Linked DNA regions of Zea mays: all the other regions are linked to region 2. Evidence: chromatin contacts called from public Hi-C data. All regions are on one chromosome and are shown on one strand. Each heading gives the region's core, a stretch centred on a gene start, on an enhancer-like site or on the middle of the called end of the contact. The rest is flanking DNA. Distances are from core to core; before and after follow the strand shown. Region 1 holds the start of LOC100281428. Region 2 holds the start of LOC103626217 (calcium-transporting ATPase 7, plasma membrane-type). Region 3 holds the start of LOC542030 (histone acetyl transferase GNAT/MYST 101).

What was found. Hi-C and Micro-C count contacts between places; a contact is called where the count stands out from the background.
Region 1: a contact with region 2 is called in a Hi-C map of leaf, with 4 times the contacts expected there. The contact joins the promoter of LOC100281428 here to the promoter of LOC103626217 in region 2. A contact is called at or near these places in 5 of 25 Hi-C or Micro-C datasets (ear, leaf, root tip and 1 more).
Region 3: a Hi-C map of leaf shows a contact between it and region 2, with 7 times the contacts expected there. The contact joins the promoter of LOC542030 here to the promoter of LOC103626217 in region 2. A contact is called at or near these places in 6 of 25 Hi-C or Micro-C datasets (bundle sheath, ear, endosperm and 2 more) and 1 of 3 datasets of contacts at active chromatin or transcription factors (leaf).

The regions. Positions count from the first base shown.
Region 1 is chr5:35,321,796-35,324,940 of Zm-B73-REFERENCE-NAM-5.0, forward strand. It overlaps LOC100281428, which reads right to left and starts at 1,727. Exons shown (of 18, transcript NM_001154346.3): 1 at 1,651-1,727; 2 at 1,418-1,496; 3 at 1,098-1,301; 4 at 654-972; 5 at 329-553; 6 at 1-225. The coding sequence starts at 1,203.
Region 2 is chr5:35,091,335-35,094,244 of Zm-B73-REFERENCE-NAM-5.0, forward strand. LOC103626217 (calcium-transporting ATPase 7, plasma membrane-type) reads left to right here and starts at 1,595. Exons shown (of 1, transcript XM_008646621.3): 1 at 1,595-2,910. The coding sequence starts at 2,025.
Region 3 is chr5:35,239,122-35,241,907 of Zm-B73-REFERENCE-NAM-5.0, forward strand. It overlaps LOC542030 (histone acetyl transferase GNAT/MYST 101), which reads left to right and starts at 1,258. Exons shown (of 13, transcript NM_001111675.1): 1 at 1,258-1,788; 2 at 1,900-1,964; 3 at 2,038-2,118; 4 at 2,239-2,310; 5 at 2,649-2,786. The coding sequence starts at 1,312.

The DNA.
Region 1 (3,145 bases), core at 477-2,976, 230 kb after region 2:
GGCTCTGGTCCTTGGATAGGGCAAGGGGCTGCATAGAGAGCACATGGCCTGTTGGAGCAGTACTTGATGCCGAGTTTTCTAGCAGTGTTCTGGAAGAACCCGTTGCGCTCTGACCATCCAACGAAAACCAGATACTTGTGCCTGCCACCTGGTGATTCCGGAGCCCAAACAACCTGCCCAACGCTCAACGATGTTGGGACACCTTTAGCCGCTACCACTTCTCCTCTACATACACCAAAATTGAAGACAGCAGTGAGTAGGGTTTTTTTTCTTCCCACAAGCTGTCAAGCTCTTGTGTTGATTAGTAGGCATGGAATGGAACAGAGACCTGGGAATGTCAAGAACAAACAGTGAGGGTCTTCCTTTCTTGGAGTACGTTTCACCCCAGTCCTCCTCCCACACGCCCTGCCCTTTCCAGGCACTGCAGTCTCCCTCGGAACAACCTTCTTCCCTCGTGTATCCGGAACGATTGAAAGCTGGTCTTGGTGTGGCTGGAGCTTCAGCGACGTATGCTACCAAGGTCTCTTCTTGATTCCAAGAAACACCATGAAACCTGCAGGAACAGGAACAGGAACAGCGCCGGACTGTCATGCGTGCCGCTCTAGCTGTAGCTGTGGAAAGCAAATGCACAGGATCGGTTCCTCCTCTCGTACCATTCATCCGTGTAGAGAGGACCGTGCACAGAACCTGCTACGTGTATCTCCTTCTCCACATGTGACTGACAAACGATTTCGAGCTTGGTGGGGCATCCTCTCTCCCCGTTTCGCACTACGAGGAGCTTCGACCCGGAAGGGGACGGAACGGTGGCGGACACTCCGGTTGTTTCAGTGGGGAAAGGAGACCACTGGAAATCCGGAGAGGTGGTGCCGGTGCCGGCTCTCGTCGTAATATGAGAATACAAAACGTATTTCCTGTTGGTGTTCGCCAGTAAGTCTGGCTGGCTAATGGAGAACATCGCTCTGGATCTGTCCTCTGCAATCATAGACGGTAGAGTGGGTAGGGTACTGGTTAGAACCTAAGACAAAAAAGCCGTTTTGGTATGAATTCAGACTTTCAGAGAGAAGTATAGGATGATTATGGACAAAAGAAAGCCATACCATCGTTGGTTTTGAGGATGGAAGCACTGTCGATGCTTGGGACGTTGGTGAATTCTTGCAGTAGCTTGGATTGCGAGGCATATTCTTCAGGTGCCATTGCATCCATCCTGCAGACTGGATTTTCTTCTCTCTCTCCCAGGACACATGCACACCTTGATGACCCACTGGAGGAACAAAATTCACTTGGCTATGCTAGCTAAATATCTGTAGTTTTACAAAGTTCATGTGAAAAAAGATGAAACGCTAAAGAATCTAACAGGAAAAAATCGTCGAGTGTCGGTGGTAGTGCCTGGGTGAGAGTGTTGAGTGCAAAAAGTTACCTGAACTCGGAAGCCAAACAGTTCTACACTGACTAGGCTAAACTGATCGAAGTAGACATGGGCTCATCTTGATCTAGACCTAGCAGATGATTGGGTTAATTAAGCCAAGTACAGATGGACGAAGCAACCGTATGTAGCCACAAAATTGTCCACAACATCAAAACCGCAATCTACAAATTCACAGCAAACCTTCGATCGAGGAAGAGATGACAGCGCGAATGGAAATTGCTTACACAGGATTTTCTGCTCTAATTTGCAGTACTTGAGTCCAGCAGAGGAAGAAAGACGCGAAGGGAATCGAACGGAAGGTAGCGTCAGATCTGTAACTGACACTCCTAAATAATGCACAAAATGACAAGATGAACTCCCAACCTTTTCTTCTTGTTCTTTTCTTCACATTATTGGTGCGGCTTTAGCTAATAAAATATCGTGTCAAACTCGAACGTACCATTCTGCTAGAACCTAAAATCTGGAGGATTAACGAGGTAACGTCATGGGAATACTGAATTACAGATTGCGACCTCGTAAATTTATATCTTGACAAGGAGTAGGTACGGACAGACGATTACACCATTTGTTAGACAGAAGGTATTTATAGGGTCAGGATATATAAATTGTTTGATTCATTAGTGTTTAATGAAAGGCAGCTTTAAGGAAAGAGATCATCGGATATAGATTAAAGTGTTGTTAGCTCCTTGAGCCAAAGTCTACCTATTTATTTATTTTTTGATAGAACAGGAGGGGAGGGCCCTACTGAAAATTTTATTAAAATTTTGAAAAGAAAATAAGGTTTAGAATAGACAAGAAGACGAATTACAGGGGATTAGGGGGAGTATGTACTGCCAATGTTTTCTACTGCCATTGTTGAAGCCATGCCGGGATGGCAGAATCAAATCTACCCAAAGCTCTGGAAATGACAAGGAGCAATTCATTTGCAAACTCCTGCTTGCAATGTTGCACCATTGGATCTTTGTTCTGAAAAAGTCAAGCGTTGCGGCACTTCCAAATGCTCCAAGTCATGAGAATAATAACCTCCATAGAGAATGGAACATTGAGTTGCTGTTTAAGGTTTGCCGCAACCTCCTCTCGATTAGCAACTCTAGGAGGAGTCAGACCGATTGAGTGCCAGCAGGCCTTCGCAAAGTTGCACCTGAGGAATAGATGGTAAAGAGTTTCCTCCCTCTACCAGATGCAGTTCTCGCAGGTGTAAGACTCAAGAGTCATGTTCTTCCTCCTAAGCATATTCCTAGTGTTGAGCCTATTTTTTAGCCATAGCCAAAAAAAGACCTTGTGCTTAGGTTGACATTTGTTCTTCCAGAGCAATCTGTAAATCTGATGCACGTGAGACTGTCCCATCAGATGCTTGTAAGTCTGCTTCGTGGAGAAGATTTCAGATCCCCAAATGAGCTTCCAAGTGTCCTTAACGTTGGTCACCGTGATTTGTCCCCAGGTCTCATTTAGCTCAAGATATTGCTCGTAGGCTTGCACAGACAGGGGGAGCTGAAACAACTCAAGGAGGTGCTCTTTTTGCTTAGCATCTTTGATAGAGAGTTTGGTGTTGCAAGCAAAAGAAAATAATTCTGGATATTGCTGAGTCGGGATGCCCTTATTCCACAGATCTTCCCAGAAAAGAATAGTTCTCCCATTGCCAATGGTCGGGGCTGCCAGGCCCTTGAAGTCTTGGAGTAAACTAAGCAGGCTTTTCCACCAAAAGGAACCAATATTTGA
Region 2 (2,910 bases), core at 345-2,844:
CGCTAGAATTATTCATACCATCCTTGTATTTAGATTGCTAGAATTATTATACTAGAACAGAATTGAGATTTAGGATGCAAAAACTTTATGCTAAATATAGATGATACTAATAGAGGTAAGAGATAAAAAGTAAGCTATTTGGTAGGATTAAGGTGGTGTTTGGTTTCTAGGGAATAATTTTTAGTCTATCCATTTTATTCCATTTTTGTGTCTAAATTGTGTATAAATTGTAAAAATATGGAAATCAAAACTTTATTTTAGTTTTCGTATTTGACAACATAGAGACTAAAATAAAATAAAATAAAATAAACGGACTAAAAATTATTCCCTATAAATCAAACCCACGCTAATTATTAAGAGAAATTTGGAAGTACCATTTCTGGTTTAAGTAAACGTGTTTGTGTGTTGGGACTCAGGTGGCGCTCTGTGGCTGTCACGGCACGGAGCCGCGTCGCAAAAGGCTTTGGGGAAATAAACGCGTCAACGACGAAACCGCGTCAGGAGCATGTCACAGCGGTTACGGATTCCTTAACTAGGAGCCGAAGCAAAGCATTGGTCAGCAGCACCGCCGTACAAACCGCCGCACGTCGCTGTTGATACGGCTGCGACGTGGACTCGCACGCGCGCGCGCCGGAGTTTTGCCTCTCGTATGTCGATCGCTGCTGGGCCGACGCGCCGTCGTAGATTTAGGCACTGTAGATTTAGGCATTGTCTCAATCTCGCGAGATAAACTTTAGTAGCTTTTTGTAGCTACTTTTAGCCATTTATAATCTAAACAGGAAAGCTAATGGTGGTAATTGAAGCTAAACTTTAGCATTTCAATTCATATAGCTAAAGTTTAGCAGGAAGCTAAAGTTTATTCCGTGAGATTGAAACGGAGCCTTAGATAGAAAATAGAATAGCCACGCGTCACGTGAGCGTGCGTGCACCAGGATCATACTGGGGCCGGGCGGGTCTCCCATCATCATTCTGTTCTACAAGCACCGGTCTTTGGGGAACAGCGCATACAGGAGCGGAACCGCCTGCGACTAGCCACACTAGACAGAGCTACCTTCCAGTCATGCTCATGGCGTGCGAAGAGGGACAAAAAGAAAACACATAAAACAGGATTGAAAATGTGCTAATTCTTTTTCAAACAAAGCTATAGTCATTTAAAATAGTAACCGCGCTAGTTGTGTTTGCTTGCGCGGGCTTATACTTTGAATTCAAGCCCTTTTGGAATTTAAAGTCCGTCCACCAAATGTCATTTAAAAATAGTTTCGTGTTCGATTGGACTTTGAAGATGCACGGTGTAGATGGTAATTAAAGTTGGTGTTAACATCGACCGGCGCATGAAGTCGTGACGGCATGTTGTTAGAAAACTACAGCTGGGCGGTGGGCCGGTGGCGGTGGGCTGTGGTCGGCCATGGACGTGCGCTCCACAAGCAAAATGGGTCCGTACGCGCATCCATCGTCCTCGCGTACGCCCCGCGTCGCCCCGCCAAGCCAGCCTGGGCCTGCTGGCGAACAGCGCGCGTCGAAACCAATTAGCAGCAGCAGCCCATCAAATGGCCAATGTTATGTATACTTCTACTACTTACAAATTTCGCCAAAGTTGAGCTGGAATTGTCTCGTTCGTTCACAATTCACAAAAGCTTTACAACTTCCCTTGCAGCTTCCCTTGAACCAACGTTTGTTTGCAACAGCTAATAAACTCCTGGGCAAGCAACGCCCCGATCGCCTCAAAATAGCTGCGCGCAGCTTCCTGGCAGCTTCGCCGATCTCCTCGTAGCTGGGAGTATATAGATACTAGTGCGCGTGGTGCCTGCCATCTTCCTCTCCCAGATTACCCGCAGCTGTTCTCAACTTCCCGTATAAGCCGTGAGCACTTGATCAGTTGTTTCCGCGACCGGGTTTTGGGAATCAATAAACCATTGCCTCTCCTAGCTTCATATCCGCGCACTCTATAGATTCACGAGAGTTTGCTTTGTCCCCCCAATTCTCATCGGTGTAGGCGGCTCGTCTTCATTAATTCGTGTGAACAAATGGAGTGCGCCGACTACCTGATCGGGGTGGGCACAATGGCGACGGCGGCGGACCCGCTGCGGTGGACGAAGCAGTGGAGGAAGGCCACCAACGTCATCCGGACGTGCCACAGGCTGGCCCGCCTCAGTTTCTCCCGCGCCATCCTGCGCCGGACCGGCTCCTACGTCGAAATCAAGATCGACGACGACGGCTGCGGCCCCGGCGCCGCCGCCAGCACGTCGCGGTCCGACGACGCCGCTCCGGCGGAGTTCTCTGTCGCCGCGCACGACGAGGGCTTCAGGTGCCTGGTCAAGGACAAGCGCCACGACTGCTTCCGCCGCCTCGGCGGCGCCGCCGGGATCGCGTCCGCGCTGGCGTCGGACGCGGAGACCGGCATCCGCGGCGACGACCGCGACGTGCGGCTCCGCCGGGAGGCCTTCGGCGGGAACACGTACCCGCGGAGGAAGCCCAAGGGGTTCTGGACCCACGTGTGGGACGCGCTCAGCGACGCCTTCCTCCTCGTGCTGCTCGTCTGCGCCGCCGTCTCGCTGGGCTTCGGCATCAAGGAGCACGGCCTCAAGGACGGCTGGTACGACGGCGTCAGCATCTTCCTCGCCGTCTTCCTCGTCGCCGCCGTGTCCGCGGTCAGCAACCACGGCCAGGCCAGGCGCTTCGACAGGCTCGCCACCGAGTCCGACAACATCACCGTCGCCGTCGTCCGGGGCGGCAGGAGGCAGGAGCTCTCCATCTTCGACGTCGTCGTGGGCGACGTCGTCGTGCTCAACATCGGCGACGCCGTGCCCGCGGACGGCGTCTTCATGCAGGGCCACGCGCTGCAGGTGGACGAGTCCAGCATGACCGGCGAGCCGCACCCTGTCGACATCGACGCCGAGAAGAACCCGTTCC
Region 3 (2,786 bases), core at 8-2,507, 150 kb after region 2:
TTACATGATATAAATAATTATCATGATCTTATATTTGTAAATACATTTTTATATTTGTGTATTATGAAGACTTGTTCTTCATAACCTTCGTTTCAGAGCTATCAAGCCCGGAAGGGTCGAATGCTTTAAAGGATAAATGTCATTTACATTTAACATTTGTGTTGCCTTGTTTTGTGATCCAGCAATAAAAAACAAGAGACCAACACGCGCTTCTCCTGGTTATCCTATAAATACCCTGTCATGTAGCTAGATGGAGCACGCTTGACAAGACATTTGTGCTTCCTTTCTATTGTTTTGTCCTGCCATCCGCGTACCACCTGTCACACCGTTCCTAAGTGCTTGGGCCCACATTTTTCGTCCCAACCAGACGGAGAAAAATCTAGGTATGGCTCTACGCCATATAATTTAGCACACAATCAATAAAATTGTAGAATAAAAATATAAATCATTTATATATATAAGCAAAACATTGTCTAAGATTAGAATAAATTGTTAAGAAACATGTGTACGGTAAAATAATGCATAATACAAAGTCATACCGGTAATTTTACTAGATACGTATTGGAGACGTATTGGAGACATAAACAACTGTATCTGCCTATCATTCTTCTAAAATGCTTTGTTAATACTTAAAAGAAAAGATAAGCTGTGAATTATATAATTTATGACCATTATCATCTTAAAAAAATTACCATGGATATGTTATTATAAACATACACATATCCTATGGATAACAAAATCCACTATACTAATACTCGATACATAATTACTCGCGGTTATTTGTCATCCCTACATGATGTCATCTCTATGCATGTTTCCATAGAGAGAAAAGATAGGGCATGCAACGTTGCATGTAGGTAAGAGTATCTCTAACAGATTTCCTATTTTATTTTCTATCACATTCTTTATTTCAATCTTTATTATACAAATAGTGTAATCTAGAATGCAAAATAATATCTTATACGACCTACTAGACATATTAGAGATGGCCTATATGACCTTGACAAACAGTGGAAGGACATAACTGTCATTTATAAAATTTTCAGGAAAAAAGGTATTTATAATTTTTTCACGCAAAAAACAAGCGAAAATGTATGCAGTGGGATATTTTATCTAGATAAGTTGGTTAACCGGGATAATTAGATGAGCGCAACCAGCCTATTTTAGCGAAAACAAAAAGGCCCAAACTCGAAAGCATCCCCTTCTGGCCTTCTCACCACGAACACGCGGGACACCTCGGAAGCAACCGGCTCCCAGATCTGCCGAAGAACCCTACCACCCAACGTTCTAGAACTTCCCCTCTTTCCCCGCATGGACGGCCTCGTGGCGCCGTCGCCATCCCACTCCGGCGCCACCTCCGGCGGCGGGGCCTCCCACCGCAAGCGGAAGCTCCCGCCGTCGTCGCTCTCCGACGCCACCGGCGACGAGGACGACGACACCACCGCTCCGTCATCCCCCTCCACGGCCCCATCCTCGCCCTCTCGCCCGTCATCTCCATCTTCTTCGCACTCCGACGATGACGACGACGACTCGCTCCACACGTTCAATGCCGCGCGCCTCGACGGCGCGCCGAGTGGGGGCTCTGCGTCCGGCCGTCCTCCTAAGCCGGATTCCTCATCAGTGTCTGCTGCTGCGGCGGCAGCCGCGGCTGCGGTGGGTGGAGGACCTAAGCCGGAGCCCGGCTCGGCGAACGCCGGCGACGGGAAGGAGGACACAAAGGGGCTGTTCACGGACAACCTCCAGACCAGCGGCGCGTACAGCGCCCGTGAGGAGGGCCTCAAGCGCGAGGTCCAGGCTTGTTTGTTTTTTCTCTTTATTTTGTTTCACTTTTCCCTGCCCGCTGATAGTATCTGTCGATTAGAATGTGGCTGAGAGCCTGAGACTGTTGAATTTGTTCAGGAAGATTCAGGAAGGCTGAAGTTTCTCTGTTATTCTAATGACGGCGTTGATGAACACATGATATGGTTCGTAGCACTTCTGACAATTGTTTAGCAGTATTGGGCTAGTCCCTTCTTATGAATTGTGTATCTTCCGCAGGTTGGTAGGGTTGAAGAATATCTTCGCCCGACAGCTTCCTAATATGCCCAAAGAATATATTGTACGCCTTGTCATGGATAGGTAATGCCCAATATAATCTGCCTATGATTTAGCATTTACTCATAATCTTTGTGTCTTTTGAAAACATAATAAGATTAAATTTACTTCTGTGGTAGTAACTCCTTGTGTCATATGCTGCAGAACTCACAAGTCAATGATGGTTATCAGGAACAATATTGTCGTGGGGGGCATTACTTATCGCCCTTATGCAAGGTAATGCTGCCACTTTAGTTACAATTTGTTATGTTGACATTGTATATTTGTTGTGCTTAATGGCCAATTCAATATATTCTATATGTGCTCTTTCTGTGTGAGGATCCAATATTTTTTTGCAACTGAAAGCAAATGTCTCCCAACTGACACCACTCACTTATGAGAAAATGTTGGCCAATCAAGATATTGCGTCGTAACTTTGTACTTATTCAGGAAATCTATTATTTTGATGATAATTAAAAGCTGGCAAGTTAGAATGTAGGTTGCAAACATTTGCATGCTTTTGTTTATCCTGCAATATCTCTCTATTATGCTATTTTTTCTTTTGGAAATCATAGCCAGAGATTTGGAGAAATAGCGTTTTGTGCTATCACAGCTGATGAGCAAGTTAAAGGCTATGGAACAAGATTAATGAATCATTTGAAACAACATGCACGGGATGCTGATGGGCTCACACATTTCTTAACCTATGCTGA